Regions from separate parts of the Canis lupus genome. Here region 2 is linked to region 1. Evidence: chromatin contacts called from public Hi-C data. All regions are on one chromosome and are shown on one strand. Each heading gives the region's core, a stretch centred on a gene start, on an enhancer-like site or on the middle of the called end of the contact. The rest is flanking DNA. Distances are from core to core; before and after follow the strand shown.

Region 1 (6,433 bases), core at 270-2,769:
TACTGAAGATGTACCACACTATTCCAAAAGGTCCAAATTTTGTTTTTTTCTAGGAAACAAAAGAGATTGGTTGCTGAAAATTTGAGATCATTTAAGTCAATCTTTCTATAAGCTAGGACACTACTGAAGTTGGAATTTCATCAAATTAATAACAGTGATTATCCAAGGTGGGGGCAGGAGGATTAACTGTCATTATGAAAAATCATAGTAAGATTTTGTTGAAACGAACACAGCAGGAAGATGAACCACACTTTAAATATTAGAGTCCCTATTCAATAAGAATCCTTCCCTTCTACTTTAGGATTACAAAGCAAAAAAAAAAAAAAAAAAAAAAGGCAGCGATGCAATCAGCAGACTGTGTTCTAATCAAATCAACTCCAAGGGGGTAGTTGGTGGTTAAAACTTTAATCAAAGCGTCTTTATTAATACAAGGAGCAATATAAAATTCAAAATTTTCTGATGAAAAGTTTAAATCTTTCAGAAGCCAGGATGCTGCGGTGATTGAAATCTACTCCATTTATAACGCAACGGCTGGTCCAAAGCTATTTCAATGAGACAAGAGCAAACCTCGACACGACTTAATTCCTCAGTAACAATAACCACCACTAACCCTTGAGGCTGCCAGCTGGGCCCCGCAGCGCCCTGGCGGTGATAAAACAACACACAGCTAGACCGCGTTCAATGCGTGCAAGATCTGAGAAACTACTTTCAGCCGACCCTGGCGCCTGTTACAGAGTAGGCGCTCAACGAACATTTGCTGAATTATAAATGGAAGAGAACCACCTGGGAGAAATAAGGCCCTGGGCAGAATCTCTAACGCCGCCCCTTGTCGCCCCGGCAGTGCCGGGACCCACCTTCGCGGGGTGTTGAGGCCGAGATGGCGGCGCCACAGCCTGCGCGACCGACTCAGGCGTCCGGCTTTCCCTTTATGCCTGCACACGCCCCTCCTGACCCCCAAGAGGCTCCCAGCCTGCAGATCGGCCTTCGCCCAACAATCTCCCGGAAAGGGCGGATTCAAGTACAGCTGAGGGGCGATGGCGGCTAGAAACTGCCGGGCGCCCCTGAGGAGTACCCAAGGGACAGTCGACGGCTCCACGTTCAGTTGGGCTAGGGAGTCGCAGACGCGTCCCGGCAGACACACAGTCAAGAGCACGAAAGAAGCGGGTCTCGGGTGGGGCAAGAGGACGCCCTCCGAAAGCTGACAGCGCAGGCTGCGAGGAGGGGCGCGGCCCTCCAATGCTTCGGGTAACTACTTGAGAGATGCGACTGGGGCTGATCGGCTGCTGCCCGAGGCTGTCAGGAAGGCTGCACAAGTCCTGCCTCAAAAGCAAGAACCGCGGGGCGCTACGGGCGGATGCTGCACTTACCCCCAGGAAAGACCAAAGTGGCAGAAGTAGCGGTTTTGTGCCCCAGAACCTCCAACAGGGTACGGCCGCCTCACAAAATGGCGCCTCGGTCGACGGCCGTCTCCTACCCACAGTACCTCGCGCCTGCCACCTCCCCCACACCACCCGCCTCCCGAGGAGGCATCCAATCCGCGACGGTGTCTGGCTACGCGAGGACTGCTGGGAAGTGTGGTCGCTAAGGCGTCCTGTCACTCACTATGCCCTGTGTTAATTTCCTGCGTATTTCTTTCTTTCTTTCTTTTTTTTTTTTTTCAAAACCAAGGGTGAAGTTGCCAGTCTGCCATTTGCAGACTCTGATTAGAGCTCTTACCTTTATCGGTAATTCTTTGCCTTTGCTACAAAAGAGTACAGTTTGCTTTCCCAGACACAATGTAGAATATCACGTTTAATCTGGTTTTAAGAGAAGTCACGTTAGTTGACCGAGTATTGTATTATTGGACTCTAGATTGTTGGGCTAGATGCTTTATAAATATCTATTTTTTATTTTCATAACCTATGAGATGGTTATTAAACCCATTTTGCAGGTGAGGAAAATGAGGCTTATGGAAATGAGAATTCTTAAAACAAAAACAAACACCTCTGTACCCAACATGGGACTAGAACTCACAACCCCGAGATCAAGAGTGGTATGCTCTACTGAGCCAGCCAGGCGCCTCCAAATTAAGAGAATTCTTGAAGGCAAGTTTTAAGAGTGTCATTCAATTGATATTCTCTAGCCTAAGGCAAAGGCTCAGGAAAGTTGTTTTTTCAGGGTTAACAGTATTTGGATGTCTAATAGCATCTCAAAGTTGCAGCCAGAACTCAACCGTATCTCCTCCACAGCCTTCCTCAGCTCATAAATGGCAACTTCCAGTTACTGAGGACAAAAACCCTGTAGTCATCCATGATTTTTTCCTTGCATCTAATCTGTCAGTAAATCTGTTGACTCTATCTTCAAAATATATCTAGGATCTGACCACTTATAGCTGCCTCAGTTGCTGCTCACCTAATCAAAGCCATCCATCGCTGTCCTTGTTCGAGAGATAGTAGTTCAGGCAGAGTTAATAGTAATGGAACTGGGATTTGAGCTAATAAATGTGATTTCAGAGTCCATGCTCTCAATTACTAGAATGTAAACTCCAGAAGGGCAGAGAAGTATCTCTTTAGTTCACTATGTATCCCCAGTGGCTCTACTGGTGCCTGGCACATGGTATGTGCTCAATAGATATCTGCTGAGTAAACAAATTAATCCACCAACAAAGAAAGCTAAACGTGTAACATTTGGGGTGGAAAATGGCAAGGATTCTTGGGTAATTAGGAGGTATTTCAGACTGGGACTGGTCAGTGACATGGTAGTATTCCAGTGCCTCTAGTTAGCATAATTTGCCCTTTGGCATTATTTACAGAGATATTTTTAGTGAACTGGTCTTTCAGGTCACATATACAGACAAGAAGAATTAGACCATGACAAGGTAGAGGAAGATACCAGTTATAGAAAACTGCACCATATTCTTTCTCAAAGAGAGATCTTTCAAGAATAAGTGGAAAGGGGATGCCTGGGTGCCTTAGTGGTTAAGCATCTGTGTCAGGCTTGGGTCGTAATCCTGGGATCCAGTCCTTCGTTGGGCTCCCCGCAGGGAGCCTGCTTCTACTTCTGCCTATGTCTCTGCCTCTCTCTGTGTGTCTCTCATGAATAAATAAATAAAATCTTAAAAAAAAAAAAAGTGCTGGGGCAGCCCCGGTGGCTAAGCGGTTTATCCTGGAGACCCGGGATCGAGTCCCACATCAGGCTCCCTGCATGGAGCCTGCTTCTCCCTCTGCCTGTGTCTCCGCCTCTCTCTCCTTCTGTATCTCTCATGAATAAATAAATAAAATTAAAAAAAAAGTGGAAGGATGTCAGTGAGTAGATTCTAAACCAGAAGCTTCAAATATATTGGAAAATTTTTTTCTTGGTAAAGCAACCAGGAAAAATGTTCTTTAAACATATTCTAACTACGGGCATTCTACAGTAAGGGCATTAAGTGGTGGACACTGGAAACTCTTTGGGTAATCAAAAAACAATAGATGGAAAGGTAGAAATTTCTGATTTTGGAACAATGGATAACTTCCTTTCTCTCTTCCTCTCTCCTCCTCTGTATGCATGTATTTATCTCCGTTCAGGCTGCTATGAAGAAATACCACAGGCTGGGTAGCTTATAAACAAAAAAATTTTTCTCACAGTTCTTGAGGCTGAGAAGTCCAAGATCAAGGTGCTGGCATGGTCAGGTGAAGGCCCTCTTCCAGGTTGCAGACTTCTTATTGTATCCTCATGAGGTAGAAGAATCTAGGAAGCTCTGTAGGATCTCTTTTACAAGAGCACTAATCCCATTTATGATGACTCCATATTCATGAGCTTAATTATTTCCCAAAGCCTCATCTACTAATACCATTCATTACCTTTAAGAATTAGGATTACCAAAAAAAAGGATTAGGATTTACAGGGGCACCTGAGTGGCTGTGGTTGAGTGTCTCTGCCTTTGGCTCAGGTCGTGATTCTGGGGTCCTGGGATCAAGTCCAGCATCAGGCTCCCTACAGGGAGCCTGCTTTTCCCTCTGCCTCTCATGAATAAATAATTAAAATCTTAAAAATAAGAAAGGATTACAATGTATGAATGTTGTGGGGAGGGGACACATTCAGATCATTGCACTATCTATACATACACATAGTTCTACTTTTTCATGTGTGCATATATGTATTTATATATAGTGTCCAATTTACGGGGAGGAGATATATGTAAAATCTCCATCATTAGAAAAAGTAAAAGTATGCAACCCACAGAAGGTACCCAAATATGTTTAATGAAATTTAAAAGTTAAACATAGATAGGGTCATTGTAAACCCTGCAATGGATGTCTTGGATGCGTCAGTTGCTGAATCCAGAATCTGCTAGACTTTTTTTTTTTTTTTTTTCTGAACCTGCTAGATTTAATGGCCACTAGAAGTTGATTGCTTTGTTCTCAAAGCAGTTCAACAAGCACTTCTGAATATCCCTGAGGTGCTTGCTGGGTTGAGCTCCAGAGCAGTGCCCCCAAAAGCCTGTCAGGCAGCTGATGTGGGTCTGGAAAAGTTTAACAAGTTCCATAGCTAATAAAGAAAACAAAGACAACAAACAGTTGTTTTTTTGTCTCTTTTTGTTTGTTTTTTGTTTCTTTAAAGTTTTATTCTTAAGTAATCTCCACACCCAACATGGGGCTCAAACCTTACAACACGGATTCAAAAGTCACATGCTCCACCAACTGAGCCAGTCAGGCGCACCTGTTTTTTATTTTAAATAAAGCCATGTATGTTCACTACAGAGAAAAGTTTTTTTTTTAGTTTTTTTATTTATGATAGAGAGAGAGAGAGGCAGAGACACAGGCAGAGGGAGAAGCAGGCTCCATGCACCTGGAGCCCGATGTGGGATTCGATCCCGGGTCTCCAGGATCGCGCCCTGGGCCAAAGGCAGGCGCCAAACCGCTGAGCCACCCAGGGATCCCCAGAGAAAAGTTTTTTAAGATTGCTTTTCCTGGGGGCGCCTGGGTGGCTCAGTGGTTGAGCATCTGCCTTTGGCTCAGGTCATGATCCTGGGGTCCTGGGATTGAGTCCTGCATCGGGCTCTCCACAGGGAGCCTGCTTCTCCCTCTGCCTGTCTCTGCTTTTGTGTCTCACATTAATAAATAAAATTAAAAAAAAAAAAAAAAAGACTGCTTTTCCTAATCTTCTGAGGTTAAAAAAAAAAAGTTCTGTTAAAGAAATAATGATTTTACCTTTTTTTCCTTAATTTTCCACCACTTGGCAAAAGAAAAAAACTAGTTCACTTGTTTTGATCTCAGGCTGGGAACTATTGCTCCAGAATAAGTAAAGACTTATGTGAGAACTCTTACCTATACAAAGAAACTAATTTTTGTCAAGATAGACTTTGATGAACTGACATATATGCAATCAAAATTTAATTCAGCAAGTATTTTCTATAGACCTATGAACAAGGTATTATTCACTCATTTATTGGGTGCCTACTGTGTTAGGCCCTAGGGATATAGTAAGGAAAATTATCCAAGATCTCTGCCCTTATGTAGCTGGCATTCTGATCAAAGCCTCAGGGAACTGCCCAGGGACATTGCAGGGTAGCACACTTTTCATATTCATCCCCCCTCCCTTTTTTTAAACATTTATTTGAGACAGAGAGAGAAAGCACAAGCCGGTGTAGCAGCAGGCAGGAGAGAGAAGTAGGCTCTTTGCTGAGCAGAGAGCCTGATGTGAGGCTCAATCCCAGGACCCTGGGATCATGACCTGAGCCAAAGGCAGATGCTGGGGGATCCCTGGGTGGCTCAGTGGTTTGGCACCTGCCTTCAGCCCAGGGTGTGATCCTGGAGTCCTAGGATCGAGTCCCACGTCAGGCTCCCTACGTGGAGCCTGCTTCTCCCTCTGCCTGTGTCTCTGCCTCTCTCTCTCTCATGAATAAATAATAAGATATTAAAAAAAACAAAAAACAAAGGCAGATGCTTAACTGACTGAACTACCCAGGTGTCCCTCCTACTTTCATCAATACCCAAAATACTGTCTTAAAAATGTATGGAATAAATTAGACCTTATTTCCAACAGCAAAATCTCCATATAAGTGGCAAAATAAAGCTAGGAAACAAAACTAGGCAAACTAGTCTGAGGTTTGAGTTTAAACACTTTCTTAGGAAAGGTGCTGACAATACTTGCTGTACTGTCTCTCATCACATCAGTAATTGCTCAACACTCATCATCTTTTTTTTAAGTTTATTATTTATTTATTTATCTATCTATCTATTTATTTATTTATTGAGACAGAGAGAGAGAGAGAGAGAGAGAGAGGAGAAGCAGGCTCCCAGGACCCCAGGATCATGCCCTGGGCTGAAGGCAGGCACTCAACTGCTAAACCACCCAGGTGTCCCAACACCCATCTTCCTCAGTCGACTAAGTCCCATGGGCACAGAGGTCAACACTGATCTTGCTATAGCCCTGGTGAAAGTAGAGTAAGTTCTCAAAACATTCATAGAAT
Region 2 (6,865 bases), core at 4,094-6,593, 130 kb after region 1:
CCTGAAATTCATATAGAATTTCAAAAGCTGGGCAGCCCGGGTGGCTCAGCGGTTTAGCACCACCTTCAGCGCTAAACTGGGGAGTGATCCTAGAGACCTGGGATCGAGTCCCACATCAGGCTCCCTGCATGGAGCCTGCTTCTCCCTCTGCCTGTCTCTGCCTCTCTCTGGCTGTCTCTCTCTCTCTCTCTCTGTGTCTCTCATCAATAAATAAATAAAATCTTTAAAAAAAATTTTTTCAAAAGACTCTGAAGAGCCAAAACAGTCTTGAAAAAGAATTAGAGAGCAGCCCAGGTGGCTCAGCAGTTTAGCACAGCCTTCGACCCAGGGTGTGATCCTGGAGACCCGGGATCAAGTCCCACATGGAGCCTGCTTCTCCCTCTGCCTCTGCTTCTGCCCCTCCGCCCCCCATCTCTCATGAATAAATAAATAAAACCTTAAAAAAAAAATTAGAGGACTTACACTTCCTGATTTCAAAACTTACTACAAAGCTACAGTTATCAAAACAGTGTGGTATTGGTATAAGGACAAACATACAGATCAGTGAAATAGAGAACCCAGAAATAAATTCTTACATATATGGTCAGGATTTTTTTATTTTTTTATTTTTTTTGGTCAGGATATTTTCAACAAGGCTGCCAAGACTATCAAGAAGAAAAGACAGGGATCCCTGGGTGGCGCAGGGGTTTGTTGCCTGCCTTTGGCCCAGGGCGCGATCCTGGAGACCCGGGATCGAATCCCATGTCGGGCTCCCGGTGCATGGAGCCTGCTTTTCCCTCTGCCTGTGTTTCTGCCTCTCTCTCTTTCTCTCTCTGTGACTATCATAAATAAATAAACATTTAAAAAAAAAAAAAAAGAAGAAAAGACAGTATTTTCAACAGATGCTCACAGGAAAACTTGGATATCCAAATGCAAAAGAATGAAGTGGGACCTTTTCCTAGCACCACATATAACATTATCTCAAAATGGATCATAGACCTAAATGTAAGAGCTAGAACTATAAAACCCTTACAATAAAAAGAGAAAAGCTTCATACATTGGATTTGGCAACGATCTCTTGGCTATGACACCAAAGGCACAGTCAACAAAAGAAAAACAGACAAAATTGGACTTCATCAAAATGAAAAACTTCTGCATCAAAGAACACTATCAATAGAGTAAAAGGACACCACAGAGATTGGGAGAAAATATTTGCAAATCACATATCCAATAAAAGATTAATATCCAGAAAATGCATATGTCTATGTTCATAGCAGCATGATTTTTTTTTAAGATTTTATTTATTTATTCATGAGAGACACAGAGAGAAAGAGAGGCAGAGACACAGGCAGAGGGAGAAGCAGGCTTCATGAGGGGAGCCTGATGTGGGACTCGATCCCGACACTCCAGGATCACGCCCTGGGCCAAAGGCAGGCGCTAAACCCCTGAGCCACCCAGGGATCCCCATAGCAGCATGATTTACAATAGCCAAAAGATGGAAACGATGGTTATCTACCAACAAATGAACAGATAAAATGTGGCCTAAAAAAAAAAGTGGCCTATTCACACCAACGAAATATTTACTCAATCATAAAGGAGAATGTCAATTACATCTCCACTTAAATTTTTTTTTTATTTTTTTTAAAATGGGGGGAGGGGCACCTGGATGGCTCAGTTGGATAAGCATCGGCCTTTCAGCTCAGGTCATGATCTGAGGGTCCTGGGATCAAGCCCCACTTCAGCTCCCTGCTTAGCAGAGAGTCTGCTTCTCCCTCTCCTTGCCATTCCCCCTTCTTGTGCTCTCTCTCCCTCTCTGTCAAATATATAAAATATTTTAAAAGATTTTATTTAATTTAAAAATAAATAAGGAATGAAGTCTGGGGTGCCGGGCTGGCTTAGTCAGAAGAGTGAGCAACTCTTGGGGTTGTAAGTTTGGGCCCCATGTTGGATGTAGAGATAAATAAATAAATAAACTTTTAAAAAAAGGAATGAAGTTTGCATACATGCTATGATGTGAATAGACCATGAAAACATCATGGTAAGTAAAATATGTCAGACATGAAAGGATAAATATTGTATGATTTCACTTGCATGGGATACCTAAAACAGAGAAATTCACATTGACAGACTATAAATTAGGGGCCACCAGGGGCTGAAGGAAGGGAACAATGAGTTATTTGCTAATGGATAAGAGTTTGTTTGGGATGACAAAAAAGTTTTGGAAATAGTGGGGATGGTTGCACTACACTATGTATGTAATTAATGCACTGAATTTTACACTTAAAAATGGCTTAGGGGTGTCTGGCTGGCTCAATCAGAAGGTTGTGTGGCTCTTGATTTCCAGGTAATAAGTTTGAGCCCATGCTGGGTGCAGAGATTCCTTAAATAAATAAACTTTAAAAAAAAAAATCAAAAGAAGTGGTTTAAATAGCAAATTTTGTTACATTTTTGTAACAAAATATATTTACCACACCTTTGGAAAGAAATTAGCAATGTAATATATAAAAAGTATTGAATTACACACTCTAAATGGTTAATTGTATGGCACATGAATTACAAACTACATCTCAATAAAGGGAAAAGACAACAGAGGTGGTTAACATTTAGTGGACACTTTCTACACACCACTGTTCTTTTTTTAAAAAAAAGATTTATTTATTTATTCATGATGGACACAGAGAGAGAGAGAGAGAGGCAGAGACCCAGGCAGAGGGAGAAGCAGGCTCCATGCTGGGAGCCCAAAGCGAGACTTGATCCCGGGACCTCAGGGTCGCGCCCTGGGCCAAAGGCAGGCGCTAAACCGCTGAGCCACCCAGGGATCCCCTCCAAGCACTGTTCTAAAAGCATTACATAAAACCTCACAAGAACCTCATTTCACATATAAGGAAACTAAGGGTAATTTATCCAATGTAATTGAATTAGTGGAGGAGTCAAGGATTCAAAACCTATCAGATTCTAGAGCTCCACCAGTTACCTACTCTGCTATTCTGAGTCCCACAGCATTGACAGGAGGGTTATAAAAGGCATTCAACAGATGCCCCATTAACTAAGTAAATGAGATGAAGAAGGTACTGTGGGAGTATGGCAGAAAAATTAATTCTAAGCACTTGGTATATGGCTAAAAAAAGACCATCCAGGAATGAGTTATGATCTTTAAAATTTCATAACTTTCTAATAGTTTTAATTTTATTACAACCCTGAATCTGATTTTTAACAGTAGTTTATACATTTAAACTTTGGCAGAAGAGTATAACCTTGCTCAAGTATTTGCAATAAGAGAGCTCATTTAGTAACATGCACTCACCGCCCCAACCCAAGCTTTGACAAGTCTCCTCTGAAAGGCTACAACAACCTAGGATCCTAAAGGCAGCAAAAACCCCAGTCTGGTAACAGAATTCTATAAAGAAGGGTGCTGCAGGAACACCTGAGTGGCTCAGTGGTTGAGCATCTGCCTTTGGCTCAGGGAGTGATCTCGGAGTCTTGGGATCGAGTCCCACATCAGGCTTCCTGCATGGGCCTGCTTCTCCCTCTATGTCTCTGCCTCTCTGTGTTTCTCACGAATAAATAATAAAAATCAGGAAGAAGAAGAAGAAAGAAGAAAGAAGGAAGAAGAAGGAAGCGACTGAAGATGTCCAGAAAAGAGACCTAGTACCTATCCTATAGGTTAAGTACCCAATTAGGTGCTAATTAATGAGACAAGGTTCAGGTCCAACTTGTCTGTGTTTCACCAAAATAGTAACAGGCCATTAGTTAAGCAATGTGCTTTACACGTTGCTAGTTTCACTGTTACCCATCAGTTTTTTTTTGTTTTGTTTTTTAATAAAGATTTTATTTATTTATTAATGAGAGAGAGAGAGAGGCAGAGACACAGGCAGAGAGAGAAGCAGGCTCCATGCAGGGAGCCCGACGTGGGACTCGATCCCAGGTCTTCAGGATCACGCCCTGGGCCGAAGGCAGGCGCCAAACTGCTGAGCCACCCAGGCATCCCCCACCCATCAGTTCTTGATACCTCTGCCTATAGTCCTCACAAGTTTGCTGATGTTGACATTATAAACTATTCACACTGGTGGCATTACTCAACAGAAAGTCGAAAACAAACCTAGGGCACAATCCAGAGTTCAGAAAATGAACCAAATGACCAGGCTCATCAGAGTCTACTGAACTGGGCAGCCCGGGTGGCTCAGCGGTTTAGGGCCGCCCTCAGCCCAGGGCGCGATCCTGGAGACCCGGGATCGAGTCCATGTCGTGCTCCCTGCATGGAGCCTCCTTCTCCCTCTGCCTGTGTCTCTGCCTCTCTCTCTCTCTCTCTCTTTCATGAATGAATGAATGAATGAATGAATAAATAAATAAATAAATAAATATCTACTGAACTCCTTCAATTAGATCCAGCAACTCTGACCTTCACCTGCAAAGCTGGAATATGCAAAAAATACCATTACCCTTAAAAGTGTATGTACCTTACAAAACATAGTCCTTTAAAAAAAAAAGCACTCCTAGAGTTGAATCAATACTAAAGTTAGGAGGAAAACACAGATTTACAATGCTAAAAGGAATCTGAAGAGAAAATACAAAAAAAAAAAAAAAAAAAATTCCCTCCTCCCACATTCTCCCAACGGGCGCAGAACCCACCAGACCACTCCCCTGCCTCCAGGTTCTACAGCCCCGCGTGCCGGGCTCCGAGCTCGCACACCCGGTGGCACGGCCGAGCCCATTCGTGCCTAGCCAGGTCTAAGGACGAAACTACGTGCCAGGCACACGAAGGCCTCTTTCTCAAGCAATGCCTCAGAACTGGATCAGATTCCTGCAAAAGCAGGAAAAAAGGAAGAAGAAAGGACCCGCCTGCGGCTCCACAGACCAGAAGCACCAAACCGTAACCACGCGCCAGGCCCCTACCCGCAGCCGACAGCCCCGAGGCTGCACCGGTAATTCTACCGCCGCGCCGGGCCCCGCCCCGGGCCCGCGACCGTTCCGGGGCGTTCCTCCCGAGGGCGGCGCCTCCCTCACCACACCGCCACTTGGCTCTCTTCTTCCCGAGCGAGGCCGCGGCCGCCCCGCGACACCGAAGCCGCAGCTGCCAGGCCTCGCGGACCCGCGACTTCAGTAGCGGCCTGGCAGGCCGCCTCCCTCCCCGCAGGCCCCGGCACGCCCTCTCCACTGCCCTAGGCCCTTACCGAGGCAGCGCGGCCTCCACGGCCCGCTCCTCCTAATCCTCAGCCGCCGCCACCGACCCAGCGTCGCGGAGACCGGAACTTCCTCCGCGCCGGGCCGCTGCCTCCACAAAGGCGCCGCGCCGCCGCCTTCAGCGCTCTGCCCGCCGGGAGATAGAGTACAGCGGCAGGTCGCTCCGACTCCACTCCCGCCGTGCCCCGCGCGTGGGGGGGCGGGGCTGTGTACGGGAGCCAGGCGTGAGGGCACGCTGCACGCCGGCGTCCAATGAGAGGACGTGCCTCCCCACGTTCGCGGGGCCTGCTGGGGGTTGTGGTTTAGACCCTGGCTTGTCTTCCGGTGCTCTCCTTAGAGTTGAGCTGGAAGTGAGGTCGGCCTTTGGATTGGCCTGCCCTAGGTTTGCTCCCCACCGGGAGCACGGATCAGGCTTTGGTCTGCCTAGTTTGAGGCCACCTTCTTTCCTGTCTTTGTAAAGGCAGGGTGAGACTTCTCCCGCCTAAGTCTTCCAAGGAAGGAAGGCCCACACAAGCGCCTGATCCTGACCCCCTCTGTCCAGCTTAACCCTTTGGCCCACGACCCGAGGATAGGTGCAAGAGAAGCATTTGAATTAGAGAAGCAGTAATCAGAGGCTCCTCCCCCTTTCCTTCTGATGGGTTTCCAAGTTAGGCAATCCCCCCGCTAAAGAATATCAAGTAAAGGGATCCCTGGGTGGCGCAGCGGTTTGGCGCCTGCCTTTGGCCCAGGGCGCGACCTGGAGACCCAGGATCGAATCCCACATCGGGCTCCCGGTGCATGGAGCCTGCTTCTCCCTCTGCCTGTGTCTCTGCCTCTCTCTCTCTCTGATGACTATCATAAAATAAATAAAATTAAAAAAAAAAAAAAAAAAGAATATCAAGCAAATACCACCTATGTTAAAGGTTCAGTACTGCCAATGAGGGAAAATCCACCCAGCTTCAGCTTCCACAGGGCCTTGCTGGATCTCAGGAAATAAATCTGGCCAAGAGCGACTTGTGGGAGGTCTCAGAACTGGAAGGTTATCTGCAAATCTCCCAATCTAGCAGAAACGCTTTCAGTTTGCAGCTCATTTCCAGAATCTCCTTACAGCTAATCTTCAAATGGCAAGCTGCAACCTTCCAGGTGGGTTATCTACACTGTTGATATGCTTGCTGGTTCCGGCCACCTGGTGTCTGTTATGGGTGGACCCTTACAAAAGGTAACCTGATTTTGTAGCCTGAATTCAACATCATGGGATCAAAGGAATCTGCCACAAGAAAAGCCTGTAAAGCATCCTAAAATAAAGCAATGCTTATCTATAGAGAAGAGGTTGTTGGGTTAAGTAGTCTTTAAAATTCCTACTTTTCAGGCATCTTGTCCAGAAGCCTTTCCTTCATTTGGAAACTGTGAGGGGCCTGTGTGTGCCAGGCACTGTATCAGGTGCTGGGGATATAGGAACAAACAAAGCTGATAAAATTTGCTGCTCTACTGGAGATGGGGGTGGGGTAGTTACTGGAGATGGACAAGGAACTAAACAAGATATACAATCTCTACTGAAATGAGTTTGGTTTCTGTAAGGAGGGACATGGGAAGTCATTGGAGGGCTCCAAATAGAATAATATCATAACTTGATATCCATGTTAATAGGATCCCTCTGGCTGCTGTGTGGAAATAGGCCAAAGGTAGGAAGGGCAGAAGCAGTGCAGCCATTTAGGAGTCTGTTGTA

The links. Hi-C and Micro-C count contacts between places; a contact is called where the count stands out from the background.
Region 2: a contact with region 1 is called in a Hi-C map of amygdala, with 2.0 times the contacts expected there. The contact joins the promoter of RBM6 here to the promoter of RBM5 in region 1. A contact is called at or near these places in 2 of 9 Hi-C or Micro-C datasets (amygdala and blood).

What each region holds. Positions count from the first base shown.
Region 1 is chr20:39,634,140-39,640,572 of UU_Cfam_GSD_1.0, forward strand. RBM5 (RNA-binding protein 5) reads right to left here and starts at 1,520. Exons shown (of 25, transcript XM_038566392.1): 1 at 1,368-1,520; 2 at 1-49.
Region 2 is chr20:39,762,148-39,769,012 of UU_Cfam_GSD_1.0, forward strand. It overlaps RBM6 (RNA-binding protein 6), which reads right to left and starts at 5,344. Exons shown (of 20, transcript XM_038566394.1): 1 at 5,151-5,344.